Regions from separate parts of the Sus scrofa genome. Here regions 1, 2, 3, 5, 6 and 7 are each linked to region 4. Evidence: chromatin contacts called from public Hi-C and HiChIP or PLAC-seq data. All regions are on one chromosome and are shown on one strand. The core of a region is the stretch at or near the end of the contact, and the rest is flanking DNA. Distances in the headings are between cores, read along the strand shown. Region 1 overlaps LOC106509171 (a long non-coding RNA gene). Region 2 has its middle 280 kb from the start of MPDZ. Region 3 overlaps LOC106509171 (a long non-coding RNA gene). Region 4 overlaps LOC100514506 (a long non-coding RNA gene). Region 5 overlaps LOC106509171 (a long non-coding RNA gene). Region 6 has its middle 300 kb from the start of MPDZ. Region 7 overlaps LOC106509171 (a long non-coding RNA gene).

The links. A called contact is a pair of places that touch in the nucleus more often than the background predicts. HiChIP or PLAC-seq counts read pairs in DNA pulled down with a chosen protein or histone mark.
Region 1: a contact with region 4 is called in an H3K27ac HiChIP or PLAC-seq map of skeletal muscle. The contact joins two enhancer-like sites. A contact is called at or near these places in 13 of 47 Hi-C or Micro-C datasets (brain, embryonic fibroblasts, fetal heart ventricle and 6 more) and 2 of 2 datasets of contacts at active chromatin or transcription factors (alveolar macrophages and skeletal muscle).
Region 2: an H3K27ac HiChIP or PLAC-seq map of skeletal muscle shows a contact between it and region 4. The contact joins two enhancer-like sites. A contact is called at or near these places in 1 of 47 Hi-C or Micro-C datasets (liver) and 1 of 2 datasets of contacts at active chromatin or transcription factors (skeletal muscle).
Region 3: an H3K27ac HiChIP or PLAC-seq map of skeletal muscle shows a contact between it and region 4, with 8 times the contacts expected there. The contact joins two enhancer-like sites. A contact is called at or near these places in 5 of 47 Hi-C or Micro-C datasets (embryonic fibroblasts, heart right ventricle, skeletal muscle and 1 more) and 1 of 2 datasets of contacts at active chromatin or transcription factors (skeletal muscle).
Region 5: a contact with region 4 is called in a Hi-C map of subcutaneous adipose tissue, with 2.5 times the contacts expected there. The contact joins two enhancer-like sites. A contact is called at or near these places in 1 of 47 Hi-C or Micro-C datasets (subcutaneous adipose tissue) and 1 of 2 datasets of contacts at active chromatin or transcription factors (skeletal muscle).
Region 6: an H3K27ac HiChIP or PLAC-seq map of skeletal muscle shows a contact between it and region 4. The contact joins two enhancer-like sites. A contact is called at or near these places in 4 of 47 Hi-C or Micro-C datasets (embryonic fibroblasts, epiblast stem cells, liver and 1 more) and 1 of 2 datasets of contacts at active chromatin or transcription factors (skeletal muscle).
Region 7: a Hi-C map of subcutaneous adipose tissue shows a contact between it and region 4, with 2.6 times the contacts expected there. The contact joins two enhancer-like sites. A contact is called at or near these places in 1 of 5 promoter capture datasets (liver), 20 of 47 Hi-C or Micro-C datasets (alveolar macrophages, brain, embryonic fibroblasts and 12 more) and 2 of 2 datasets of contacts at active chromatin or transcription factors (alveolar macrophages and skeletal muscle).

Annotation. Positions count from the first base shown.
Region 1 is chr1:209,040,105-209,043,891 of Sscrofa11.1, forward strand. The region is part of intron 2 of LOC106509171 (a long non-coding RNA gene); the gene reads left to right. Among named protein-coding and RNA genes, the nearest start is that of MPDZ, 140 kb to the right of the region's middle. Within about 2 kb of position 1,982, at least 8 of the 83 cell types and tissues checked have an H3K27ac peak or open chromatin away from gene starts, as enhancers often do. A contact at or near this core is called in skeletal muscle, where this site is marked.
Region 2 is chr1:208,899,166-208,903,017 of Sscrofa11.1, forward strand. No RefSeq gene overlaps it. Among named protein-coding and RNA genes, the nearest start is that of MPDZ, 280 kb to the right of the region's middle. Within about 2 kb of position 2,201, at least 34 of the 83 cell types and tissues checked have an H3K27ac peak or open chromatin away from gene starts, as enhancers often do. A contact at or near this core is called in skeletal muscle, where this site is marked.
Region 3 is chr1:209,144,891-209,148,818 of Sscrofa11.1, forward strand. All of the region lies in intron 2 of LOC106509171 (a long non-coding RNA gene), which reads left to right. All of the region lies in intron 2 of LOC106509172 (a long non-coding RNA gene), which reads left to right. Among named protein-coding and RNA genes, the nearest start is that of MPDZ, 35 kb to the right of the region's middle. Within about 2 kb of position 1,486, at least 12 of the 83 cell types and tissues checked have an H3K27ac peak or open chromatin away from gene starts, as enhancers often do. A contact at or near this core is called in skeletal muscle and subcutaneous adipose tissue, where this site is marked.
Region 4 is chr1:208,148,301-208,152,184 of Sscrofa11.1, forward strand. All of the region lies in intron 1 of LOC100514506 (a long non-coding RNA gene), which reads right to left. Among named protein-coding and RNA genes, the nearest start is that of NFIB, 32 kb to the right of the region's middle. Within about 2 kb of position 1,796, at least 36 of the 83 cell types and tissues checked have an H3K27ac peak or open chromatin away from gene starts, as enhancers often do. A contact at or near this core is called in skeletal muscle and subcutaneous adipose tissue, where this site is marked.
Region 5 is chr1:208,969,424-208,973,629 of Sscrofa11.1, forward strand. All of the region lies in intron 1 of LOC106509171 (a long non-coding RNA gene), which reads left to right. Among named protein-coding and RNA genes, the nearest start is that of MPDZ, 210 kb to the right of the region's middle. Within about 2 kb of position 2,953, at least 3 of the 83 cell types and tissues checked have an H3K27ac peak or open chromatin away from gene starts, as enhancers often do. A contact at or near this core is called in subcutaneous adipose tissue, where this site is marked.
Region 6 is chr1:208,881,820-208,885,947 of Sscrofa11.1, forward strand. No RefSeq gene overlaps it. Among named protein-coding and RNA genes, the nearest start is that of MPDZ, 300 kb to the right of the region's middle. Within about 2 kb of position 2,697, at least 17 of the 83 cell types and tissues checked have an H3K27ac peak or open chromatin away from gene starts, as enhancers often do. A contact at or near this core is called in skeletal muscle, where this site is marked.
Region 7 is chr1:209,058,488-209,062,510 of Sscrofa11.1, forward strand. All of the region lies in intron 2 of LOC106509171 (a long non-coding RNA gene), which reads left to right. Among named protein-coding and RNA genes, the nearest start is that of MPDZ, 120 kb to the right of the region's middle. Within about 2 kb of position 1,869, at least 4 of the 83 cell types and tissues checked have an H3K27ac peak or open chromatin away from gene starts, as enhancers often do. A contact at or near this core is called in subcutaneous adipose tissue, where this site is marked.

The sequences.
Region 1 (3,787 bases), core at 732-3,231, 890 kb after region 4:
CATTAGGGAAACTTCTAACGCCACTGAGAACAAATGGGAAAATAAAAGAGCATATTGCAAAATATAGAAATTTATAGCACCACCTATTGGTTTCAAAATAAATGTTGAAAGTTTTCCTACTTTTAGTAATTATGCAGAATAGTATAAAGAGACATGATTATCATTTTGAGTCATATGAAGATTAATGTTTTTACTTCCCAGTGAATGATGCTATGGAAAATTTTTAAACAAGACTTACATTGAGGACTAATATAAGGTAATGCTTTTATATACCAGCGAAGTAAAAGAGAATCAAGATTTTTATTTGTGCATTACTTGTGCCGAGTTATATTAAGTTTTTTAAATCACCCTTTCAGGGTTATTTCAAACACTGATGAAGTGTATTGGGGTGCATTTTCTCTATCAGTCAGCTGGAACAAAATAGTTAAAAGTCATCTGATTTTTTAATGCTACCATTCAGACTGTGAAATAAAAGTCATATTTTTATGGCAAGACAAGAGAAATTTAAACAAAACTCTTATCTGCACTTTGGCCTCCTCTCTCTCCTCATTGCATTATGATATCTTCATTATGCCCCCATTAAACTTTTCCCAACAGCAGAAATACCTGCTCACCTTAAAGAGCAACATTCCCGAGCATCACCAAGATAGCTCCTTAAAAGATAGCATTCCTTCCTGATCCTGTAAGGGGTCATCTTGGACTATCAAGATGACACTTAGTTCTGGATGATGTAAACTGTCAATAACACGTCATTTGATGTCCAGCCCTCTGTCTCAAAAAACTTACATATAACTGTGCCTTGACTTCTAACAGGCAGAACAGTTCTCAGAGCTTTCTGAGATGCTCTTCCTGGGTGGTAATCCTCAAATTTGGCTCAAATAAAATTTTCCATTTCTTTCTTAGATTGACTGGTGAATTTTTCCCTGACAATGCCTTCCCCTAAAAGCTGGAGAAGATGCTGAAAAATCTCTCGATAGAATAAATTCTAGTAGCATTGGCTACTCCAGACTCTAATGTATGTGGTCTTTACCCTTTATTCAATCCAGCCTTAATAACAATGAGAGAGGTTTTTCAGGAATCTTAGATTTCCTTTCCACTCTGCTTTCAGCATATTCCAGCCTGCATCTTTTTCCAAAACGCATGACCCTTCCTAAACTGGGAAGGAAAGAGCCATCCATCCCTTTCCCACACATTAGGGAGCATGTGGACCACACTTTTTATGGAAACTCCCTTCCCCACCCTTGGGATAACTGAGCTTACGAAAGGATCACTTCAAGTCTGCATTGGAGCTGATGAACATATTTTCTCTGACCTTATTTCTTTTGCATGGATTATTTTTAAAATCAAGTTTCTCTTTGTAAGACTTGAAGGGCAGTAAAAGCCTTGAGGGCATCAGACATGACATCCTGCCCCTAATATTTGCAGTGGGCAAATGATCTGGAAAACTGAACTATACAGGGAACCTCAGAATAGAATTAAAAGAAAAACAATGCCATTTTGACCCCACATTGAACACTGGTTTTAAATGACCTCTTTTCATTTGACCAACTATTCTCTAAAACTTCAACAGGCATTAAAATAGGAAGATTGACTAAATTTTAAAGCAGAGAAAAAACAAAACAATGCAAAAATAATAGAGGACTCTGAGTCACTTGAAAGAAAACAGACACATTATCTTCGGGGAAGGAATTATTAGGCTGAACTGTATAAAATTACATATTTTTGTAAGTCAGAAATTGTCATAAATCAACTATAATAGAAAAAATAAAAATCTTAAAAAAATTTTTTAATTGTCAAATAGTCTAAATTTCACTTGACTCAATCTCATATTGAGTGAAGGAAAAAGAAATTCAATCCCAATGAAAAATAAAAATGAGGAAGAGGAAAGAAGCCGATGATGCTTCAAGTAATTCAGACAGTATGAATTAGCATTTTAGGCTTTCTTCATCAAAACTGTCAACGTGGTTCATCTTCACTCCCTCTATGACCAGCCTGACACTGGTTTCTAATCATCTGCATTTGGTATTTCTTTCTTTCCAATGCATTGCATCTCATCCCATTTCTAATAGGTAGCTTACATGTTTCCATATTGGGAACTACCTATTTTTTCATGGACTAGAATCCAAAATGAGATCCATGATCTTACTTGGGGATTTTTTTAAATAAAAGTGTTATCGTGCCTTGCTTTTTAGATTTTCAGAAGTTGGGAACAGCCACAGCCTGATGAGACTCATTGCACACTCCCCCCACTATTCTAAACAGGCTTCACACCAGGCAGCCTTCACACCCTCCCTGCAGGTCTTACAGAGCGAGCCATAATAACAAGCTTCTATGCCCTGGCTGGCTTTTTGGCTCCATGGGACACTTCTGCTGCCAAATCCTGCTTCGAGGGCTTCATGGGTTTATCCTTACATGCACCTTAGTGACGTCCTGTGTTTTGTCTCTTCTAAGCTCAGGTTCGTTTTCTCTGTCTCCTTATGGCTGTACGGGCGACAAAATGTCTACATCTGGAAGGAAAGAAAGCCCTAATATATTTTTGCCTTTTCCTCTGAAAAATATCCTGTTGTGCATGTGGGGAGAGGCATGTTAGTAATAAGAGAAGGAAATGATGGGGTCAGCTGGGGCTGTTAGAGACGGTCCAGATGAAATTTAAAGAGGGAACTGCGGTGATGGTTTTTGAGAAAACTGGGTGATGTGAGTTGCAAAACCTACAGCCCCTCATCTGGATGGGTAAAACATACCAAAAAGCTGAGCTCAGACCGGCAAGATTCACTTCTTCTAAACATAAAACAAGGAAACGTGGAAGGTTTGCTCTTTCTCTTTAATAAAGAACGTTAACAACCTGCTTTGGGGAACACGAATCTTTTTATGGAGTAAGAACTAGCTCTTTAAAAATGGGAAATCCGTGTGGGTATAGTGTTTATTTATGCACACATAAATATACACACATGCAATGATTATTAATATTTACATACACATTCGCGTATGGAAATAATTGTCTTGGAAAGTGGTTTAGATCTAGAAACAATTGGCAGACAAAGAAAGGAAAGCTGAGAATGTTCCAGTCTACAAAACCATCCCAAAGGACAACATTCCCAACAATGGGAAGGTTGATAGCATAATAATCCCCATAAAAATAACATAGGGGAAGGGGGGAGAGGAGGATCTTCAGTGTTCTTATGGATTCATATGAAAGGTTTTAGAACCTAAGTTCTTTTCAAATCAACTTTTATTTACTTGTGCAAAAATAGATTGACAGCTTCAAACGAAGGGTAGGTGGGTGTCAGAGTCTTGGCAACTGGTGAAAACTGCAGCACTTGGGTGGGTGTTTGTTAGATGGAGGAAAAAAAATGGAAAGCCAGCCCTCCCTTCTGAAAAGATATTCCCACAACGAACACACCACTGTCCACTACAGAATGTGTGTTTTGTTTTGTCTGTGCAGGATCCCGGTTGATTTTTATCCCCACACGAGACACGCCATGGAATATTTACATGTTTGGATACATCAGCAAAGAGGAAAAAAAACAAAACAAAACAAAAGACCCACACATAACACACACACACACACACACACACACCACAAAATGAGATTGTGCTCCTTTGTTTTGCATTTTCTGTAACCCAGATTGCGGTAATTATCTCCCTGGCTTTACAAGCCTTTTCTTTCATTCTAAAGGCAGTTTTTGGAATTGCGTTACACTTAACTCAGTTTAACAAATAAGAGTAGTCTGGCAAAATGGCACCATGTGCTTTCCACAAATATTTGTGGTATAGGCAAGCTCTCAAT
Region 2 (3,852 bases), core at 951-3,450, 750 kb after region 4:
TGAATTAGAGGTGGTCATGGGGGAGAAAATGAGGAAAACTTAGCCAAAGTCAATGGTTTTGTGGTTGGATTTTTCTGGATTTATACTAATGAAAAAAAATGTGCTTCTGTCCAGAAGATCAATTCCAAAACAAATAAAAACACTGTCACACTAGCCTTAAAAAAATGCCCTCACTTTCAGTAGGGACCTTGAAGGAGGAGGGTCCTTGGAGAATTATCTAGGAGTGGATGACAAACCATTTTGTTTGCTAAACATTCTTGACCTTATGTCCTCTGTAAAAATAGTTTCTTTCAGTGCAGCTGAGAAAGCTGTGATTTTTGCTGTCCCATCTGTCTGGGCTGGACACCTTCACCATGGTGAAGATGAGTGTGACTTATCAAACAGAAAGGTGGCAAGTTGAGCCATCTCCTATTCTAATGACTCCAATACATTATCTCCTCCTGCCTCCATTTAGAATCTTCAACCAAGAAGCACATTGTGTGATTCAAGCTCAAAGTGTTTGAGTGTGTCTGAGACCCAGAGTATAAAACATTTCTCTGTTCCTGTCTTCGACCCCCTTTTCCTACCCCTGACTTACTTGGTTCCACACTGCCAGGGAGCCCTGCAGTATCACACTGAACATTTTGATGTAATCCCACCACTGTTGCTGCAGCTATCTAAGCCAGAGGATTTATTAGTTGTGAACGTTCATTTTTGTTTTTCCTGGTCCAGTGCCAGTAAATAAGTCACCCAAACCGTGGCTGAGTGTCATTTGATAGGAAAAGGCTGGGATCACAAGGAAGCCTTCTGTCTTTCAACCAAAAAAAAAAAAAAAAAGAAAAAGAAAAAAGAAAATTGCTGAGGTAAGCAGTGTCAAGCCCAGCTGCATCAACATGATGGTGGTAAGACAAATGTGAGCTTTCACTGCTGGGTATGGGGCTAGAGGACGACCAGCCTATAAACCCTCTGCAAGCCCAGGAACAGCTGAATTCATGCAAGGAGCAAAGTAGCAAGGGACAGCTTTTTCCACTGCTAGCTCTGAGAAGGAAAATTCTTGGGCCTTCTCCATCTTTCAGCACATAAACAGCTCATCTGATAGAACATACACACACACACACACACACACACACACACACACACTGTTGTTTCGGTACCATTGGAAGAATATGATGAAATGATCCCCTCTGTGAGTTGATGACCTAGGAGCAGGGAGGTCAGAAGTGGGACATGGGTTTGTGAGAGGCCATTAGGAGACCCAGGATGGAAGAAGCAGAGAAGGAGGTTGGAACTTGGGAGGGGACCCCCGCCCCCCTCTCTCTCTGTCTCCCCACCAAGCGCTAGCTCCCTGTGACTGTTGCCTGGGCGATGGCTGGGGGATTATTAGGAATGCTTGGAGCCAGTATCCTTCTTTTGGACCCATGGATGGAGCAGAAGGGGGTGGATGGCTTTTCTCTTTCTGTTTCTTCCTTTCATATTCAGCAGATTAGAGCTGAGGGTTGCTGTGGTGACAACACGGCGGAGGGCTCCGGCACACCTGCACCACAAATGGGAGCCCGCCAACGTGGACTTGAGCTCTCCCGGGGCAGCTTTTTTGCTGTGGGAAACACAACAACAAAAACAACAACAACAGAAAGAGGAAAGGGAGGGAGAGGGAGCTGGAGGAGGGGGAGAGAAAAAGGAAGGGAGGGGAGGACGAAAACACATCAGGAGTTCAGGCCATGGCAGTGTTGCTTTTTAAGAAAAGAAGAAAGGAAGGCACAAGGCTCAGAGATGGCTCCCCAAGGCTCAGAGCCCCTGCCCAAATAGCCCTGTGGGGCTGCTGAGGGATGGCAGGAAGTAGGGAGACATATACCCACATTCTAGAACCACCAGATGCCTCCAGCATGGGGGAACAAAATCCTCAAAACAGGAGAACATGAAAGCTACAACTCTTACCTAAGAGGAGCAGCCTAGAGGGCCTTTGATGACCCAGAACTGAAATAGACTGGCCATTTCTGCCTACTGACTTTCTACTGGAAAGGAGAGCATTAGAATGTGGAAAAAATAACAATATGTGCTTTTTGGCTAAGCTGAGAGAGAGAAGTGAGGAAGGGGGGTGGGGAGACTGATAGGCTCTGAAGTTGAGTTTAGTCTTTTGGAATGTTCTGGCAGGGCTCCAGTTACTGCTAATGAAGAAGTCAGCTCCACACAGTGTCCTGGCCTCACCTCTCCAACACCCTGGGCTCTGCCTTTGGTCTGCCCCTTCCTCATCTGCCTCCTCTTCTTCCTGTCTGGGATGGCCTCCTGCATCATTTTCTCTGTTTCCATTAACAAAACATCACAGCGCATTAGCCTGTCCAAAGCACTCTACAATGACAATATTTACAGAAGGTTAAATAAAATATGTATAGAGTGATTGATAGTGAATACGCAAGAGACCTTTTGAACTTAGAGCATGCTGGGCTTGTTTGTTTTTTAAGCTCCATTTTCCAGGCTGCTTCAGCTATTTTAATATCTCTCAAACAATCCACTTACAGGAAAAGATGATTAGAGGGAAACATTCTTTTCAATTTTTTTTTTTTTCTCTCTTCCAAGCAATGTGATTAGCAGGCAGTGTGCCTTATGTCTTCCACTTTCAGTCTGGCTAAAATCAAGAGCTTTTCTTGGGGAAACTGTGTCATAACAGATGGAGATGAGAAAATGGACTGTTCCTTCAGCACATACACAAAGGACACTGTACTGTTGTCCTTGAATTCTTTACATATCTTCGTGTTGAGTTCAGTTGGAGGAATGTAGTAAGATGCTCTAATCTTGAGTTTAGCTTCTTTTCTTAGAAATATGTGCTCATCTCTTCCTTTAATATAAAATATTTTTCACAAGAAATACAGCTATATATTAGATCAGGGCTTGGCAAAACTTCTTTGTAAAGGGCTGAATATTTTAAGCTTGGTAGTCCATATGAACTCTGTAGCAATAACTTAATTCTGTTATGGACAACATGTAAATGAATGGCATGGATCTATTTCAATAAAACTTTATTTGCAAAAATAGATGGCATGCCCACTTGGTCTGCATGCCATAGTTTGCCAACCCCTACACTAGATGTATCCTCTTCTAGATGTAACCTACTGAGAAGGTTAGAATTCTCCACAAATATCTCTGAAAAATTCCCTATTTCAATACCATTCTTTTCAGTTCCTAATCTACTGATAGTCTGTAACCAAGACAAATAAGCAACAAACTAGTTCAGCTAAATAAAGTATCTAACCTACTCAATTTCCTGATTCCGTTTTTAAAAGTCAAATGGGAATACAATGTAAAAGGATTGTACCTAGTTGAATTTCTACAGTATATGATTGTCTAGTCTTATAATGCCTGATCCTTTAGCATATAAGTGGCCAAGTAGATTACAAAGAGTAGAATTTGCCCTTCTCAGTGGTCGTGGATTTCAAAATCCTACTTGGTGCCCTCTTTTCTATAGAGTCTTGTCTCAAAATGCCTTTTATCACAGAGAGGCAAGCAGTGCATTTAAACATATTTTGTCCACAGGGAACCCTGTGTAAAAGTGTTGGCCAGAACTCCCTGCCAGTTCTCTTTTGAAGGGGAGGATGGTTCTCCAAAGGCTCAAGTATCTTGTAGTGCAACTCATGCTAGACAAGTCAGCAGGTAAGGCGTAACCTGTGCAATTCTACCTTTCTTCTGAAAATTATTTCTTTGCTAAGTATAGATTTTCATGATTACTCTCTGAAATATATTCTTTATTTGTAGGAGTTATACATGAAATGTATGCTATAATTTACACACAGACAGCAAAAGGGATTGCGGATATATGTTGACCTCATTCCAGTGTATGAATTCCAATGTGAATTATAATGTTGAGGACCCATATGTGGT
Region 3 (3,928 bases), core at 236-2,735, 1.0 Mb after region 4:
CCCTAGCCTGGGAACTTCTGCATGCCGTGGGTGTGGCCCTAAAAAGACCAAAAAAAAAAAAAAAAAAGTTTTTTTAAATAAAAACACTAAATAAAATTATTTGTATCCCTAGAGGATATTGTGGGAACCACAATAGTTTCCTGTGATGGAATTGATTCATGGGAATCAAAATGAAAGTTTATAATTGAAACAATATGATATAGGATGGTATAACAGGTATAAATTGTTGGAATTACTCATTACTGTAAATTGATGTTCTAGGTTTTATGATCTAGTATATATTATAGTAATCACATAGGAAGATGATCATTGCATGTTTTTTTTTTAATTGCATAGGCTTTCAAGCTATTGCCACATACTGAATCCAAGTATGATAGATTTAAAAACACAATTGAAAGAATGGAGTAATTTTTTTTTTTTTTTTCAGAAAAGAAAAAGAGAGAGAGCAGATAGGAGCTCTGATTGGCACAGCAGGTTAAAGGTCCAGTGTTGTCTCTGCAGTAGTTCAGGCCCAGAGCAGTGGGTTAAGGATCTGGCATTGCCTTGGCTGTGACTTAGGTCACAGCTGCAGCTGAACTTCCATATGTGGCAGGGGTGGCCAAAAAAAATGTGGGAGGAGAAGTCACTCTAATCATTTCATTGTATACCCTCTTCACTCTGACTTTTTTTACATGTGTGATTTAACTCCTACCCCCACTGTGCCGCACCAAATTATTGTGCTTTGAAAGCCTAGATGAGTCATTTGCTTCTGAACTCCAAACTGAAAGAAACACAAAAAAGTACTTTCGGTGATAAAGGGCTACTAAGATTTGCAGTTATTCAAAGCAATTCGTGCTTAATCAAAATGTCAGTTTAACAGTGTTTCTTTTTCCATCTATTTTTTAACATGGCCTGAGGTAACCAGGTAAGAGAGACTGTTTAAAATAAAATATTAGTAAAGTAAATTTAATTTGTGCTATTCCAGGAATAGATGGATTTTTTTATTGATAAACTCGAGAATATAAAATACATCTATATGTCCAATATTAAAACAAACTCCATATATATCCAAATGCAGAAGTTTAAATGTAGCTAATAAAACTCAGAAAATCACTTTAAAAAAAAAAGGAATACTGTCTGAACATAATATAGAACACCTATCTTACTTCACTTGCCAAAATTATCATTATGATGAAAGTCAAGAGGCATTCTCAATAACAAGAGAAAAATGGCCAGGATGTGTGTTTTTTTTTTTTTTTTTTTTTTTTTTTTTTTTTACCCCTGTCAGGCAGAATCCTGGCAGGAGGCTCATGACATAGTCAGGCTGGATAACAGGGTTAGAGAAACACCACAGGATTCTGCAGCATCCCAAATTAGCATCAGCAGGGAGCCTGTGACCACTTACAAGCCTGAAAGGACAAGCAGAGGACACGTCACCAACTGGGATAGGGTAACAACGTGGTGAGAAGCTGCCCCTTTAGCAGGACACAACCCAGGCAACAACTAAGCAGAGAGGAAGCTATGGAAATGGTGATCTTCCCCTCCCTTTCCTGCCTCTCATTTCCTGCCAGTATCCTTATTGGTTGCAACTAACTGGAAACCAGAAAGCCAGGAAGCCGTAATGAAACCAGGCTTCCAGCTCTGGGAGAGGGCTCTTCAGGGATAAGAGACATATTCAGCGCAGGCTTGCCTGTGTCACACAGTAAGAGCTGAATCCAGACATAGGGGAGAAATCTGGATATAGAACCTGAGCTTTTAATTACCACATGGCTGCTTCTACTTAATTTCAAAATTACCTTATTATCTGAAGATAATCCAAAGGGAAAAAAATGATTCCAATTTCACGGCAGCAAAAATCATAAAATGCCTAAATATAGAAAATATCAAGATACAAAGGAGGGAGCTCCCTTGTGGTGCAGCAGAAATGAATCCGACTAATATACATGAGGACAAGGGTTCAATCCCCAGCCCCACTCATTCGTTTAAGGATCCCATGTGCCAAAACCTGCAGTGTAGGTCCCAGACGCAGCTCGGATCCTGTGTTGCTATGGCTATAGACCCAGGGTTATAGTTCCCATTCGACCCCTAGCCTGGGAATTTCCATATGCCATGGGTTCAGCCCTGAAAAGCAAAAAACAAAATCAAGATGCAAAGGAAAATATAAAATATTCCTTGAATAAATGGTAAAGATAATATGCTCCTAAACTGGAATATTGTGAAGATGTCATTTGATCCCAAATCAATTTTAGACTTAACCTGATCACAATTAAGTTCTTCATAATGTTTTTGTTTTTGTTTTTGTTTGCCATTTTGCCATTTCTTGGGTCGCTCCGGTGGCATATGGAGGTTCCCAGGCTAGGGGTCCAATTGGAGCTGTAGCCACCGGCCTACACCAGAGCCACAGCAACGTGGGATCCAAGCTGCGTCTGCAACCTACACCACAGCTCACGGCAACGCTGGATCCTTAACCTGCTGAGCAAGGCCAGGGATCGAACCCGCAACCTCATGGTTCTTAGTCGGATTCGTTAACCACTGAGCCACGACGGGAACTCCCTTCATAATATTTTTAAATTGATATTCTTTTTTTCTTTTTTTTTGCCAGAATAAACCACCCCTCCCCCCCCAAAAAAAGCTAAGATTTTTCTAAAGATTATTGAACAGGGTACTTATCCATTCATTTGAGAAACAATAAAATAAAATAATATTTAACTATAAAATATACTTTTTAACTAATTAAGTTAGCAGGTTTTTCCTGTCTGTTTTATTTTAAACCTCCAGTGCAATGTATATGGATTGGAGCCTTAAATATGTTCATACACTTTGACCTAGTAATCCAATTTTTAGTAATTTTGCCTTAGAAGATAGGCTACCCAGTGATCTATAGACAAGCATTCATAGCATTATAATAGATTTGTAAAATAAAAAAAATATTCAGTGGTATGGAATTAAATAAATAATGGGAAAGTTATGTAAGACAATGCCACATAAACTCTAAAGTCATTTGTTGAACATTATTGAATTTGGTTCCAAAAATTGTCTCTTTTCTCAAACATGCACAGGAAATGGTAGAGGGGAGGGAGATCCACCAAAATGTTAACATATGGTTTTCCCTGATGGTTAGTTTGGAATAATAAAGTTTCTTCTTTTTATGTCTGTTTTTCTTAGATTTTCTGTTTGAGAGCTACTTGTGTAATCAAAAGGAGGTTTGTGTGTATGTGACAGTGTGTGTGTTGTATGATTTGGAAAACAATTTTTAAAGATTAAACTGCTAAAATTAAAAATCAGACTAAAGTGTGTGTAATTGTACACTACACATGTGCAATGCATATAATTTTATAAAAGCAGGGAAATAAAGTAGATCCTAAAGTAAAGAAAGAATTTAGGAAAAATATGCAGATGACGAAATTTCAGTATTTTTCTAACTTAGGTCTATTCTATTAACTATCCCTCAGATAATAGCAGAATGAAGTTATTTCCCAAACAAATTTTTGGAAATGTAGGGCCACAATTCCCTGTAATTCTTTTTCAAGTAATTAGTAGGTGATTATTAGTATTTACTGATTAAAAAAGAAGCTATATAATAAGTAATACCACTCCCCTGGTGCATAGTCACTGATATAAGTAATAAAAACCCATTTCCCTTAAATATACATTTTAAAATATACCACTAGCATTGAATTTAACAACGAGAACAGTGAAGCCAGATATGTATATATTAGGCGATATTGCAAGCCAATCAGAAAATGCTAGATTTTCAAACAAATAATGATAGATAATTATTATACAAAAACGCAATATTAGATAATCACTAAACTTTATTTCAGATGCTTGAGAAATAAATATCAAATGGATCAAAGCATGTACAAACCAGAAGAAACTGTAAATATGTAAAAAAAAAAAAAAGCTTAAGAAAATGAAAGTATTTTATCACAAAAGAATTGGAAATATC
Region 4 (3,884 bases), core at 546-3,045:
AAACGTTCTGAGCTTTCTTATAGGCTCGAAGTCTCAACTTTCATCCCTGTGCAACAAATTCTGATGAATAAATTCTCCTTCTTCCGTGTAGCCCCTCAGTCTTCACTGTCAAAATGAGTATCCTGAACAAGATGAGGATTACCCCCCTCCTTCCCTGCAGTTGCCTGATATTTGTCCCCATTTCGTTTTCAGCCGAGTGCTTTGTGACTACCGGGGATGAGAGAGCGCGCGGGAAGAAATAAAACGCCGCTGTACCCCTAGCGACAGAGAAAGTCTATCCGTCCCCTTCGACCCCAAATGAGCCCCTCCGTAGGGCCGCTCCCAAATTTCACTGCTCCCAAAACGAAGCGGGGTTCACTATAAGAAAGCAGAAACCCGCATCGGAGACACGACGCGAGGAGAGCCTTCCCCGTCTGGGGGGAAATTTCACGGCTCAGCCCAGCCTGCATCGCCACATCTACCCCAATTTAATGTCAGGGCGGGATTTGCTGCAGAGTTTGCTGGAAAGAATGTTATTCAACGCGCACCAGACCCGGGCTGTGTGCTTCCCAAGTGAAACTTGCAGCCCCAGGGCCAGACGGAGCTATCCTTCCCACAGGTTCTTGTGAGAGAAAAGCACCCCCTATCCCCAGTCTCCGAAATTTCCTCCAACGGGCTGCAAAGGCTCAAATTGTCCTTCCTAGCTCCGCTCCCTCATCCAGTTAGGTTGTGTAAAAATACGGAGATTCTGTTTGCTCTCAAGAACAGAGTGATTTCCCTCAAGAAACTCCTACAAGAGCTTTAAGCAGCCTCTGCGTTGCAGCGCGTCCAAGCCGCCGCGGAATTTTCCGATTTTCAAGAGGTAGTAAAGTGAATTTCGGTGCAGAGAAAAGTGAGGGGTGTTATCGTTGCAAGGTGGGGGTGGGCGCGAGGAAGAGCTAGGAGGCTTTTTGTTTTCTAAAGTTAGACTTGCTCCAAAGTGCCAGTACAAACTGCAACGCGTTGTGGTTTCCGAATTTAGAGAATCGTGTGGAGTTTGTGCCCACCCCTGCGGCCAGGGGCCCCACACAGCGTTCTGGGGCCCACCTCCCTGTCCCCAAGAGCAAGCGGAAGCCGGGGGCGGAGTGGGGGGGGCAACTCTCTGGGCAACGCCAGGCGCAGCTGACTTTGTCCGATACTCTCGACTCTTTGGTCTTCTCCCTTCTTGTGCCAACCCAGAACCATTCCGTCGCCGCCAGGATTGCACCGGGTGGGGGCGGGGGGGTGGGCAGGAAGGAGGGCCAAACGTCTAGGCTGCGGAATCTCCCAACAGGTAGTTTCACCCGGGAGCAGGCCAGGCTTAAATATCAAAGGCTGGGCCGACCAGACCGCCTTAAGCTGGAGCCCTGACGCAGTCACCTAGGGAGCCGGAGAAGGAAAGTTGCGTTAAGGGAGTCACTTTTAAATAACCCTGTTTTCTCTCCAATCTCCAACGTATCTCGAAATAGCGCGAGCTGTGTCGTTTGGAATGGCACTCCATGAGCCTAAATAAGCTGCTTCAGGCTGTAAATTCATATCCAATTTGGATTCTTCCCGTTCCCCCCGCCCCCAAACCCCAGTAGTTAGTACAGAACCCAGTTCGGCTTTAGAGCGGTAGGTATTTATTTGAGAATTGGGAGATTCCTCTTCGAAACGCCCTAGGCTCCAGAGCAAAAGAGGAAAAGGCTGTGTTGCACTTGGATGGTATAATTGAATTATGCCTTTCCCTGGTGCGCAGTGAGGAAAAGCAGAATGCCAGGCCGTATGCGGCATGGGCGGGCTGCGGCCTCGCGCTCCAGCGAGCGCACCACACTTCCTTCCCAGGGTGCGGGGAGAAGTTGGGTTGGGCCACTCACTGTGTCCTGCCTCCAGCAAGGAGGATCTGGCTGGGAAGTCGGCAGAAGCCTGATCATAGCTCCGTGGCTCCCACCCCTTCCGGCGCACTCTCCCAAATGTGCCCACCTGAGGCCTTGGGCGCACGTGGTGCGCGGAGACCCGGTGCGCGACTGGAAACCGAGCAGAGCTCCCCAAGCATCCCTGGCGCCCGCACGGCCCTCGCTGGGTAGGGGAAGGTGGGGGACCGAGCTCTTGAGCCGACGGATCTAATCCCGCCTTGGCAGACAAGTCTTTACTGCTGAAGCTCCGAGCCATCGCTGAGTACCGTTTTCGGCACCAATACAACCCGCCGAACTCCCAGCTCCGCCCGGTCTGTCTCCTAGAGAAACGTCCTCAGACTCCCCACAGTCCTTTGGCCCCTTGAAGCCTCTGGGGCTGGGGCGGACCTGACCTGGGAGACTTGGATCTTTAACTGCTTCAGGACCTGGTCTCCCAGTAGCACCCAGCCCGCTCCCCCGTGCCCATCCAAGCACAGCTTGTTGCCCTGCGTCTCCGCTGCTAACCGTGCTACCAAAACTTTCCAAAGTTTTCTTCGCGCTTTGCCACCTCCAGTTCCCCTAGGCTGGTGCAGGCAGGAGGAAGAAAAAGAACCCCCCCACCCCACGCCACCTCCATCTATCCTTCTCTCCTCTCCCTCCCACCTTCGGCCTCCCTTGTGAGTCCAAACCTTGAGAGTGGGAGCGCGCGTTGCTGGAGCCCCCGTAGGCACCGACTCTGCAGGGGATAGAGTTCAGAGTTGGTTCCACATCCCCCCACTCTGTGCGCCGTGGCCGTTCCCGCCCCCTCCTCCCCCACCTCGTTTGCAACTCGGGGACCTGAGGGCTTGTAGTTTAGTTTTGTTCAAATTTAGCTTTTTTTTTTTCCAGATTTTTTTTTTTCTTTGAGATTCCACCCTGCTGGAGCCTCGAGATTCCGCATGCCTTCCAGTTTCCCGGCGTGGGGATCGGGAGTCACATCCTTCGTGCCGGGCGGGTCGTTTCCCCCGAGTGGGGCGAGGGGCTCTCAGGCCGAGATTTCTCCAGCTGGGTTTTGTCTCCCTGGGAGACCCTCCGTCCTGGTGTGGGGCAAATTCCTGCTGGAGCTGGTCTCAGTGCCAGCCTCCTGTGCCTCTCCCCCACCCCCACCCCCACCCCCAACCCTCCCCACCAGAACTGTAGATGCAGCCGGTTCAGGGGATGTTTTTATGCCCGTTTAGGGAATGGGACTAGGCAGGAGAGGGGAAACGCTGTTTTAATAACTTCGTGGTCTTCCCACACACGGGAAAATTTGAGGTAGAAAGGTTCCCTCACAGAAGATCCCGCAGGGACGTGCCTCCAGGAGACTCCCAAATAAAGTACCCCAAGGTTGCTGGTTTATGGGCTATTACGTTTTTATTTTGTCTAGGATTAGCGGGGTTGGAGATTTTTGCGGCCAGCTTCACTATCCCGGGGCTTCGACTTCCAAACCAACAAGCAAGCAGAAGCGTCCAGGGAAACTAGATCCCCCGGTGCGCTGCGGGGCCGCGTGCGGGAATCAGGAACGAAATATGCTGAGAACTGCACCGCGCAGACTCCTGAGCCTGGGGTTGCTGGCCGTTTCTGAACCCCACCGGATTGGGCTGGGAATCGGACTTGACCCCAGCAGGGTCGGGGCCAGTACTTTGCCTTGATCATTCCTTGTTCCGGATGTGCTCCTGTTGTCGGTCACAGACAATGCCTGCCCTGAGCGACCTCTATATAGGCTAATGGGTTCAACCCAATGCGACAGTGTCCTGGGCATCAGAATCAAGTTTGCTCAAGGTTAGAAGGACTTCTGTTATCCTGTGTGACCGTGGACTTGAAACGTCTACCCAAAGCAAAGGTGGCTGCAAATGCTTACTCTCCGGAGCCGCCCGAGGAGACGTGCCCCCACCATGTCTTCCCTTTGCCCTCCCTGCGCTCTGGCAACAAGTGCCCCAGGCGCCTGGTGCTCTCTTGGGCACCGAGTTTTGCACAGGCCCCTCTAGGGCTGGG
Region 5 (4,206 bases), core at 1,703-4,202, 820 kb after region 4:
ATATGTTCATGGAAGACACGAGAAGTTGGGACACATTAAAAGAAAGGAATTGGTTATAATGATATGGTAACTTGCAGGTTGGAAGGTGAGTCAAAAATTTCTCTTTAAGGATTGATTGAAAAATCTGAAAATTAATGGAGAAATGTAAGTTTGTCAAAAGAGTTCCTGTTGGACGTTTAGAAGAATAAAAGAAATCTCTAAAACTCACTGGTAGAAGGATACCCAAGGGGCTTGGTTTTGGAGGTGCAGGGACGGGGCATTTTCCAAGGACCCCTTTGGTCTGTTTTATAGGACCTTGGAGAGATAAGTACCTCTGGGTACCTTTACTCAGATTCAGGAAAATGTGCTGTGTTGTGGGTGGAATGAGACAGTTAGAGGGTTAGACCAAGATTGTGTGTTGGAGCAGAAGGGAGTTTTCTTAAGCTAGAGAAGGAAACCTCAGACCTGGAGGCAGCATAGCAAGATTTGGATGCTCCCTTGAGAGGATAAAAAACAAATTGCAAAGGCTTTGAACTTTGTGTGGGTTCTTGTTCCCAAACTATGAGAATGATCGTGTCACGTAGGGTGTGTTAAATACCATCACTCGTCTTGTGATGTCTAAAGTAATTATGTGCAATGGTAAGAGATTCAGGGATGTAGCCTTAAGAGCCAAGAGGCCGACCCCATATTCACACAGTTTTTCTGAGTTCCTCCTGGAGGTACAACCCTCCACAGGGCTGTTAGTCACAGTGCCCCCTCGGCCGAGACAGACACAAGGAGAAAGTCTGCCATGCTAGTCTAGCAGAAATAAGGCAAACCTTTTCCCTAAATACTTTTTGGAGGCAGGTCGCTCTTTAGAGGAAGGGTAAATGGAGAACTGAGTTACACTTAACAGAAAACCAACTGCCATTGATCACAAAAAATTTCTTCCTCCTAGATTTGAGAAATGCCATCTGCCAGTTAAGTGCTATGAGTTTTTATGGCAATGACTGTTGGTGGGAAATAAAGTTCATTTTCAAAACTGCAAACTGACAAGAGCAGTTAACACTCAAATTCTGGTTTTCCTGAACTACACAGGGTACAGTGTTTTTCTCCCTCATAAAAGACAACAAAGTTGACCCTCTGGTTACTCCCATTGAACCTAAAAGGCCATCTCAGGGAAAACAGGACGTGGTTAAGAACAATGACACCTCTGCAAGCCACAAACAGAGCCAGCAGATAAATAAAGCCCTGCTGTTTTTCAGAGAGTCAGAAGAAAAGCATGGATTCAAAGGGAAAACAATGACTGTGGAAATACTGTTGTTATTTTTGCCCACAAACCCAAATTTCCACCTTCCTCCTCAAACTAGTTCATTTTCACCTGAATATAATGCCTAGGAATGATTTTTCTCTGCATTAGGTTGTCCTCTTGCCCATGCTCTGAAGCCCACGACATGGTTTTCATGTCCTTTGTCCTTATCATGAACTTTGAAATGACAAGTTTGTTCAAAAATTCTCAACAAGGAATCCCTAGTCATATGAATCACAGATAACATATATGTTTAAAATAGAAGTACATATGTTTCCAGCCATAAGCACTGAAATTCAATAAGCCTGGAAGAAACGCTGCGAGGGAAATGAATTATGACCAACTTTGCAAAACAATTCATGTTTGGTCTAAGACAATTTTTCTAGCGAGAGCTAAGATTCTGTGAAAATAGAGAAATTGGCTGAGTAGGAGATATTTTGCAGTTTTCACAATTGCTGTCACAATGAGAGCACCTATGAAAATGAAGAAAAGATCAATTTCAATCAATAAAGCAATAACAATGCATTACAATATTACTCTCTATAAGAGCCTGTTCCTCTGTTACATTTCCTTTCAATGTCCTTAATCTAGGTACAAGGATTTTTAGAATTTGAAGCAGTTGTAAAGGAAGACATTATCATTTAAACCTATCTAATTTGGAGGAACATTAGCTCAAGAGCAAAATATTAAGCAAATCTATTAAATTGACTATTTCTGCTCTTCATCAATTTCACTGATCATTACAAATAAGTACAATATAAAGGCAATAGCCAGGGAACTTAAACTAAATGGAAGAGGAGAAGTGAAACCATGTCATTTTTCAGGAGTTGATTTTAAAAGTTCTTTTCCTTTCTCACTGACTCCCTCTTTTGTATCACTTATAAAAAAATAATTAGAAATGGGAAACGTCAGTATAAAGGTCCAGATCCCTGCATGTGAATAGGCTATTCATGAAAAAGTTGGCTTACTCCTTTTAAGGGTTACCAAGTACTTAACAGATATTACTGTTAAATTTGTGAAGAAAATGATGAATATTTCTTCTTAGATAGTGGGGATGGTTAGGCTGCTGGTCCCATTGTTTCCTATTATATAATCTCCATCTTTGTTTGAATATTGCATTATTAAAAAGTTGTTTTAATGTTTCTAAACACAAAACTACTGAGTTATAAGGTGCTTGAGGGTAGAATCTAAGTTTATTCATCTTGTTTTTCTCCTTAATGATTCACAGAGTGGCCCATATCCTTAAAAACTCTTTAGTAGTTGACAGATGAAAGATTTAACATTTGCTCAAAATAGTACTTTTTTTGGTCTGATTCTTGACTTTGAACTTGGCACGTTTTCCCTTTATATTTCCAACTTAACTTGCTTTACTTGGGTAACTAATAAGCAAGCTTACTAAGCCAGAATGACATCTCTTAATAATTCGGTTATCCAAGAACACCCGGAATTTTGAATTCTGTTTTTCTCTTTACCTTATTCTACTTTATGTTCCATCTTGGCACTTGAATATCCTGTCTGTATTTTGCTAAAATGATGTTGCTGACGTAGGTAGAAAACACTTGAAATTTATGTGTTCTGCAATTTCTTACATTTTGTTGCTGGAACACTTTGAAATCCTCCGATTTTGTACAGAAACTGTCAACATAAGGGACAAACTGGTGATTTATAGATAGAAATGCGAGTCTAAATTTCTATGTTGCCAAGCTGCTCATTTTAAAAACACAGTGAATTACAGGAGAAGTAAATCCACAAAACTGTAATGTTTCCCCTCATTTCTCAGATGAGTGATAAGCAATGTTCCTCTTCAATAAATAATTTCTGTTTATCTCATTGATCATTTGCACTGAAAAATGTTTCATCCAAGTTTCTAGTCATCTCTTTTAAAAAAAAAAGAAATAATTACAGTAATCTTTAGTGGATATTGCATATTAAATATCTGATTCTTTCTTTTGCATTTTTTGACAGCCTCTAAAATTATGTGCCAATTCATACTGCAGTTCTGGTTTTGGAGACTAACAGCTCAAAGAAAATATGAACTTGATCCAAATTGAAATTATTTTAAAAGCTACATTACATAATAATGTTAGTGGTATAAATGTCAGCAAAAGAGAAGTTATGCTTATCTTCTTTGTAAAAAAAAAAAAATCAAAAATTTAACTTAAGGAAATGAACAAAAAACTCTAAAAAACTATAATAAGGTAACATCCTATCCACCCAGCCATAGTCTGAAGCCAGTTTTCCATCAGAAGGTAATAATAGGGACCTCCAAGAAAAGTAGAAACATAAATTTACTGTCTCTTTCTCAATATTTCCCCTTCTTATACTGCCATAATCTCTGACTCTCCTTGCCTCATTCCAAAAACAACAGCAAAATAATAAAAGCAGAAGTAGCATAAATTTCCTCTCCATTATCTAAGGCTCAGATCCATTCTTTCCTCTTCTGTAATAGCTCTCTTGACTTCTGTGACCCATACTATGATTTTTTTCAACTCTTGTTTCACAGTTCAGCAATAATATGCAGCTTAGCACTAGCTATGCGATTACTTTTTTCTTCTAACAAAATTGTAAATTCTGTAATATTACCAGCTGACACCTAGTGTCTGTAACTTATCAGCCCCTAGTTTGAGTGTTTTACGTGGGCCAGCTCCTTGAATCCTCATCCATCACCATTCACGTCCCAATTTTGGAGATGGAAAACAGACTCAGAGAGGTTAAGTAGCTTGTTCAAAGTCACAGTTGGCAAGAAGGAGAGCTAGGTTTGGGGGTACAGAGGTTATGTCCTTAATTAGAATGCTATACTGCCTCATAAATATTTCTACCTGGAAGCAACTTAAACCTCCTCCTTGACACCTAAGACAATGCTCCCTGGTAGTAGGAATTCTAGGCATCTACTTTCTGATAAAGGAGAGGTGCCTAATGGGATTTAATCATAGACATTT
Region 6 (4,128 bases), core at 1,447-3,946, 730 kb after region 4:
TTCTGGTTTTAAAATCAAGATTTATTATTCTGCCATAAATAAAACAAAACAAAAACAAAAAGGTGCAATCTCAGTGTGAAGTTAAGCACAGCCAGGACTTTCCCTCCCCATTTGGAGGTTACAACTCTCTCTCTTTCTTGGATCAGAGACACACGGGGGCAGGAAACACAGCTCTCAGGACACTCAGACCCTTCTTTTTTGGCAGCTAACAGCTTCTAACCAGAAATCTCCCTCCTGCCTTCTTCATCAGAATGCCTCAATGGTTTTTAAAACAGTATTGACCTAAAACAAATAGACTGCCAGTTATTGCTCCAGCAAAAATGGCTTTAGTAAGGATCAACGAAGAATTCCAACTGAGGATCTGCAACCGTGGTCAGCCTTGGGCAACATTTCCCAACAGTAAGGAGAGGAGAACACATTTAAAGAGGGAAAAGAGGAAGTTGGGAGGGTTCTCATAAGCAAAGAATTCATTGGAGGAACTGAGAGTTGGAAGAATAGTGGCTTTTCATTGGCTACATTGCAACAGTCTCTCATTGGCTGGGTTCTTGCCAGGCAAGAAGAGAAAGTCTATTTAATGTTGGGCTCTATTATCCAGTAGGGTATGAAAGCTCCCTCTTCTGGCCTCCTGACTCTATTTTTATTGAGGGTTTTTAAAATTAATTTTTACAGTGATTTTAGACTCTACAAAAAATGGGAAGAGCCACTGTCTTCAGGCTGCTTTTGCCTTCAAACCTTCCAAAAATTCCTAAGGTAGAAAACATAAAAGTTCAAATACTACTTAAAATTGGGGAGAGGAAAAATATAAGAAGAATATGCAAAAAAAATTGTAATAATAATAGCAGTGGCAATAACCATTACAGCTACCCTTGAGTGCCTTTTGTCACTCACTTTGATAAATACTTTTTTCACTCTTTTGTGTAATCCTACCTTATGAGGTAGATCTTACAGATGACAAAAATGATGCTTAAAGGAGTAATAAATATCTAGTTCTACCCAAGTCACATAACTAGTGAAATGGCAGTGCCAGAAGCTCACCTACCTCCTTCCTCCTAAGCCCCCATACATATTATCTGCATTACTCACTCTAACGAATTCAGAACAGGACCCTCTCCTGAAAAGTCAGGATGGCAGTATGCTTTGTATCAGTAAAATTGGTTAGTTCTTAAATTAGTGACATCAGTGGAGTCAGACATCAGAGGTCTAGTACATGGGTAGGCCTGTTAACTTTTCTCCTCTCGTCAAGACTGGGTCTCTGACCTCAGCCAGTTGGCCTCCATATAAAATGTGCTCTTAAGAGATTAGATGACAACCCTGGATGGCTTTGTGAAATCCATCAAAACTACACAGAAAAAGGTACCTAAGGTGAAAGTTCTGCTATTGTTGTTCAGTGCCATCAACTTTGCACTGAGAAAGACAGGGTTATATAAAACCTTGAAGTTAAGTCTATCCCTAAGGAACTCTATGGTCTGAGCACAAAGCTCTGTTGATGATATGGCCTTAGTACAACAGTTTGGCAAATAAGGATATTTTAGTTTTAGCATAAGATTAAAGGGTTTAAAAGTTTTAGTACAAGATTAAAGAGTTTAAAAGGTCCATATGAGGTGTCTTGGAATCCAAATGAGGCAAAGAAGAAACGAAAATTTTCTTTTTATAGAGATAAAAAATTAATTGGTAATTGCTTGAAAAGTACACTTGTTTTAAAAATGTAAAAAACAAAAACAAAAACAAAAAAGAAAGGCTTACCTAATATTACATGAGAATGTAACTGACACTATATAATACATAATATTTCTTCTAAAACTTTTTAAAATGTTATACTCGATTGTAAGAATCTCTATACAAAAATGATGGAAGCAAGGTAGCTTAATATTGTAAACACTTTGCAACTTTTATAACTTGAACATATTTTAGCTTGAAATAACTACTTTGAAAAGGACTCAGTTGAAATAATGGTACACCTTGAAGGAATCCATGGACATAGGTTGAGAACCAGCCTCTTTCCTTCTTGAATTTAGTAAGTGATATTGATTTAAATTCAGCCATTGGCCATGTACAGCCTCTAATGACATCTTTGCATCTGTTGTAATCTAGTGGTCCAACAAGCTATGACTTTCAAATACTTTACCCAAACTGCTATTCCATTGGAGCATCTCTTTTTAAATTAAAAGTAAAAGATTTCAATGAAAATGAAGAATGGATTTCTGTGTGTCTACACAATGTTAAAAATAAAAAGGAAAAGGATTTAAGCACAGAAAACCCCAGGCACAATTCATCAGAGGACAGTTTTTTGCCAAGTGCATGAGAACTGAATGCTTTTCTCTGCTATATCTAAAGTTTCAGACATTGCACTTTTCATCCCCACCTTAACTTTAAAAAATTTTTTTTTCTTTTAAACAACCTCCTCCATACTGACCCCTTAAATAGTGTAAACAGCCTGCCTCAGACGGTACAAAAGCATAGTAATGCTGGGTTAAAGTTGGCACTTCATCCTTAACTCCCTCCACGGAGCCCCTCTAACCTCCTTTAACTTTGAATCTCCTGGCTTTTGTCACTTTAAACCAGATCCTTCACGTTCTTGGGATGTGAGCCCCGCCCCCCACCTTTTCGGGTAAGGGGGAGGGTAATGAATTTAATGTTATTTTTAACTGAACTATCTAGTTAACCTTGGGGGACATCCCTAGAGCTGAAACCTATTCAAGTCATAATAGCTCAGCAACTCGCTCCCGGCAGACAGCTCTGCAGAGTCAGTCTGGAAAAGCTCTTTAAAAGCACAGTCTGCCTGGCCCTTTTCTTTTGGTTTCTGTGGAATTTTTCTTAGTAACATTTTTTAGCTGAGGGGGTTACCAACAATTGTAAACTAAGGACCAGGAGGAGAGGGTCGTGGGAGGGCCATTTGCTGTGCTCCTGGAAACAAAGCCCCCCAGTTTGGAGCAAAGGAGCACACGGTGGTTCTGGAGTTGATGCGGACTGAGATTTTAAAATACAATGAAAAGTAGTGCCTCTTTGTTGATTATACTCACCTAGGCAGTCACTGACTTTTAAATTAAACTATAAGAATACAATTTAAAGAAAGGTGCGCTGAACTACCTTCCAAAGGCCTTCATGCTCACAGAGGGCAGGGCAGTCTGTGATAAGCAGCCTCCTAGGATTCTAGTAAGTTGCTGCGACAGTCTTTCAAGTGGAGGTTGATTCTGAGCCTGAAGAGATCTAGCTAGAATCTGGTGCTGCTTTGGCCTTTAGGAGGGAGGTAGAATTGTTCTTGCCCCTCCATAGTGCACAAGCTCGAAAGGGCAAAACAACAAAGCCAACTTTCCAGCCGTGTGTGTGTGCGTGTGTGTGTGTGTGTGTGTGTGGTGTGTGTGTGTGTGTGTGTGTGTGTGTGTGTACAAGCAGCAGAAAGTATGTAGTCCAGACCCGATTCAAAAAGACTTGTCAAATGAAAGAGAAGTGCACAAACATGTCTGTACTTTGTCCTCTGAATTTTAAAAGCATCTAATGTTACAGAGCTCATGTGAACCTTATTTAAAGCACAGCCATCCACAAAGTATTCCCTTTATGGTTTTAGTGGCTGTCTTCTTTCCTTGCTGTTCAGGACTATGATTATTTTATAAGCCCTTTTGTAGCTGAGTTTATTTGACTTAACCTTTTAAATGTAGCTTTGTTTCTGACAATACAGGAAGTATAATGCCAAAGGAAACCTCTGCATGAGGGGCTGATATAGGAGGCAGGCACATGAAATAAGAAGTCTTGGGCAGACAGTCAACTTATTTGGTAGTTTCTCAATTTTTCCAGTGTGACTATCTATAAAGCTGAATGCCAAGTTTTGATTCCTCGGTTTTATGAGGTTGCAGAGGTAGAAAACTAATCCTTGGCTAGGTGTTCTTTTTTTTTTTTTTCTGATGAAAAATGCAGGCATGAAAAACAAGGTGCAGCATCCGTTTTCAATTAAAAAAATAAAAATTTAAAACCTCTCCCTCTGGGCCTGGTGCTGAGCCAGGTGAGGGAATGGAATGGGTGTGGTCACTGAGAAAGTAATAAGATGAAAATACCCTTTCTGCTCCAAGTAACTTTATATGCTTTCCCCCTGCCCCTGCTTCCAATAAAGGAAGTTACACTGTGCTATCATTT
Region 7 (4,023 bases), core at 619-3,118, 910 kb after region 4:
TAGTTAGTTAGCTAATTAGTTAGGCACACTCCAACTGAAACTTTTCATTATAATTAACATATTTATCCTACCAATCCACCAAATTGAGGCAAAAGCTACGGTCCAGCCAAGGCAAGTCGATTCTTTCCACAGCTTTCTCTCTCTCTCTCTTCCTGATTAATGTGGTGAATGTTGCCAGAAGATGGTCCAACGGTTTATAAACCTGGCAAGCTGTAGCCAGAGCTGCTTTTCTAAAGGTCAATTAAAAAATGCTAGTTGCACTGTAAACAGAATTCTCCCTAGAAGAATGCCACGCAGTGCCCAGAGTGGTCTCTTAATACAAAATATCAATTTGATTTTCCTCAGGAGATTTCCTCTCCTTTTGCAATGCAAATATTTTCAAGTGTACTAAACACGTTTTAGCACCTCAACATAGGCACTAAAACTATTTGCATGCAAAATTACCCAGAGTAGGCAGACAGGCACAAGCTTATGCTAGCACCATATGTGCTGAAGAATTTGAGCCAGGAAACAACTAGTATCTGGACGTTATTTACAATTTAAATTTAATTTTACATTATTATTCAAACGAGAGCTTATATATAAAGTCTCTATTAAAATTAATGCTTCACATGGAACCAAACTTCACCTAAAATTACATGTTTAATAGTACTGGGCTTTTGTGTTCCAGCTGTCCAAACCACTCAAGAAGGACAATATGGGCACTTTTGCCCCTTTTCTTCCAGCTCTACCTGTGTGCGTGGTTCATTTTCCCCTCTAACAACTTCTCTCAGAAAGAGCAGCAAGATTAATGTTGATTGGAAGGCCCAGAAAGCAACACAAAACATAGACCAAGCCAGACACATGGAAGCACAGAAGCGATTTGAAAAAGTACGGTACCACTTGGAAATAGCGTAGAACATTGTCCATATTCACAGTTTAAAAAAAAAAAAGTCTTTTTTCTTCCCAAAAACTCCCCTTGATATTTTGCAAATGAGAGAAATAACTGTTTAGCATTTAGTCTGCAACTTGTAACGTTTCATAGTGTCCCAAGAAAAACGGTACTTCTTTATGTACTCCGGACGCTGTAACGCTGTTAACCCTATATCTCTGTTAAGCTTTCCAAGTACTATAGTGGAGAAATCAGAACTCTACTGGCAATGATTGGGCAGTGTATTTAACAGTTACTTGTTAATGCATATCAAGATAGAATTCTGCTTTCTTCCAAGTAATATAGCATGTCAAGTTTAGTGAGATTTCATGTCTTTCATCTCCTTGGTTTAAATGTTCACTAGCTTATTTTATGTTCATTTTAGGGGGAAAAAAAATCAGATTTGTCAGAGTAAGTATTTCTAACCCACAGCTATGGAAATGAGTTTAAGGTGGAAAAATCGATATGCTGTATTTTTTCACAAGGACGACATCAGATAGACCCAGAATCTTAACTACGGAGAGTTCTTTCCCTGAATGAAAGATACTCAAATTTATTATAAACCTAATATACATAATTTCTCTTTGAAAACTTCAAGTTTTGTTCTAGATTAAGAATCTCTTTTTGCTTTCTCTTTCTTTCTTGTTTTCTTTCGTAGGAAGCTGCTTTCTTTCTTGACTTGCAATCAGTCTTTGAAATGTTGAATCATTGCCTAGGTGCATGAACTCAATTCTGAGCAGCTTTAATTTATAGCAGCCAACATTTCTATAACATAAGCTCTCTAAAAAGACCCACAGAAGAACCAGAAATCTGTGGTTGTGTAGAAAGTTTAATGGGAATGGAAAATCTCCACATTTACACGTCTATCCTTGCATATTAATATCATTACATTTAAAGGGTGGTTTGATTTCAAACATTGAATTAATTAAGGGAACTTCCAGGTCGAGCTATAAGGCCAAATCAAATGCCAACAGCTCCCTCTACTGGAAACTGGAGGAAATCATTTGATCTCTATCAGTCGCTGTTTATTTAAGAAGCATCCTCATCAATTTAAATTTTTTTGCAAAACATCGAAGCTTCTTGGGCAAGCTGAAAGATGTTCACTTGTGGTGATAGAAATAAAAACACTAAGAATTATAGAAATAGGAGTTCCTGCTTTGGCATGGCAGGTTAATGATTCCACATTGTCTCTGAGGCAGCATGGGTTCCATCCCTGGCTGGGCACAGTGGGTTAAGGATCCCACTGTGTCGTAGGTCACAGCTGCAGCTGAGATTCAATCCCTGCCTGGGAACTTACACATACCATGGTATAGCAAAAAGAAAAAAAAAGAATTATAGAAATAGCAGTTGACAGTCATGCAAATTTTCTATCAGTAAACAATTCCTGCCTCCACTAAAAACATCTGCTCATTCTCTTGCCCAGCACCCTTTACTATATAGAGTTCAGGTTAAGGTTAAAATATAATTAGGGCTATGTTTAGGTTTGCCTTTTCTCAAATTTGACACAAATGTTAAATTTATATTCTGGAAGTTGAGAAATCTTAATGGAAGTATCACATCTTTTTGATAATATTTCTTTGTCATTTGATGAGTTCTAAAACTGAAAAAAGGAACTATTTTTATTATTTTAGTGAGAATAAGTAGATCACTTTTAACTTGTTTATCATTTAGAAGCAATAACATTTGCTTCTATTTAAACTCTAGCATTTGATATAACAAGTAGTTTGATTAGGGCAATAAAAGTAGAACATGTACAAAATAAGCTACATTTTTTTTCCTGAACTTTGAGCCTCATCCTTAATGGAAATGTCTCTCCTCCACCATCTGAAATGATCAGTCTATTTGGTTTCACTCCTTTAGAGCTTCTCTCCCTCAAATCTCTCCCACTCCCCCGCAATTCTTGGCCTCATTTTCACACAGCCATATTCCCTGAACATAAATGGAAAATGTAATAGCACACTCAGAAGTTTTCAAATCCCACTCATTTCAACAAGTGAGACCTGAAAAGGTTGATGTGATAAGCGCATGTGAGAAGATCTAGAATTTTAACATTAAGTGCACCGTGAAGGAAAAAATCCTTCTTCTTTAGAAAAGAAGAAATACAGCACTGCAGAGACAACAACATCCCATCCTATGGATGGGCCTTAACAGTGCAGCCTCCCTGCCCCCAGCCCAGCGTGCCCTTTAAACTTTGAAAACAGACCAGTAATTTTTGAAAAATTACCTGGATTGAATAATTACTTCACTCTTCTAACCAATGTGCCTTTCCCCTTCTTCCCCACTCACATACACAGGCTCAAAATATATGTATATCTTCATCTATGAGAATGCGTCCAGTTCTGTTAAAAGAACATTCCTGCATCTGAAATTTGATATCTTAATTTAGGAAATCACTCTTATTTCCTAAAGCATCCAAAATTGGTGTCCAAAGTCTCACAGAATCTTCTGATGACAAGTTCTTCCTTGTTTCACAATATAATTATTGTTGAATTATAGAACATATTGGCATACAACATTTTTAGGGATTTCTAATTTTACTAATTCTCTTCAAACACTAATTCTCTTTTAGAAGTTTAATTTTTGAAACATTAAGTTAAAAATGTGGCTTCAAAGTCAGGCAGGTCTCCTGGATTCAAACTTCCTCTCTGTCATTTATAAACTGTGTGACCTATGGCAGATCATTTAAACTCAGGGAGTCTCAATTCCCTCTTTGGTAAAATGGGAATAATACTTAGCTATACAGCAGAAATTGTGGGACATTGTAAATCAACTATAATAGAAAAAATAAAAATATTTTTAAAAAAGAGAGAATAATAATACATTCTATTCATTGGGTGGCTCATTGGGGTTGCCATGAGGTAATGCATGTAATATATTCTAACAAAAGTGTAGGAAACAAACAACCAATATTGCTATTCCTCCTTAATAAACAAAAAAATGAAATCTTATATGAATGAAGCAATGTAACTGTTTTTTTTCTCCTGAAAAAAAGAAATGGCATCATAGTCATCCAAGGGAACATTGAATATCAATGACTTTGACCAGAAAACTCAAAAGAAAACATTATCTGAAAGGAGGAATCAGGGAGTTCTCATGGAGGCACAGAGGTAACA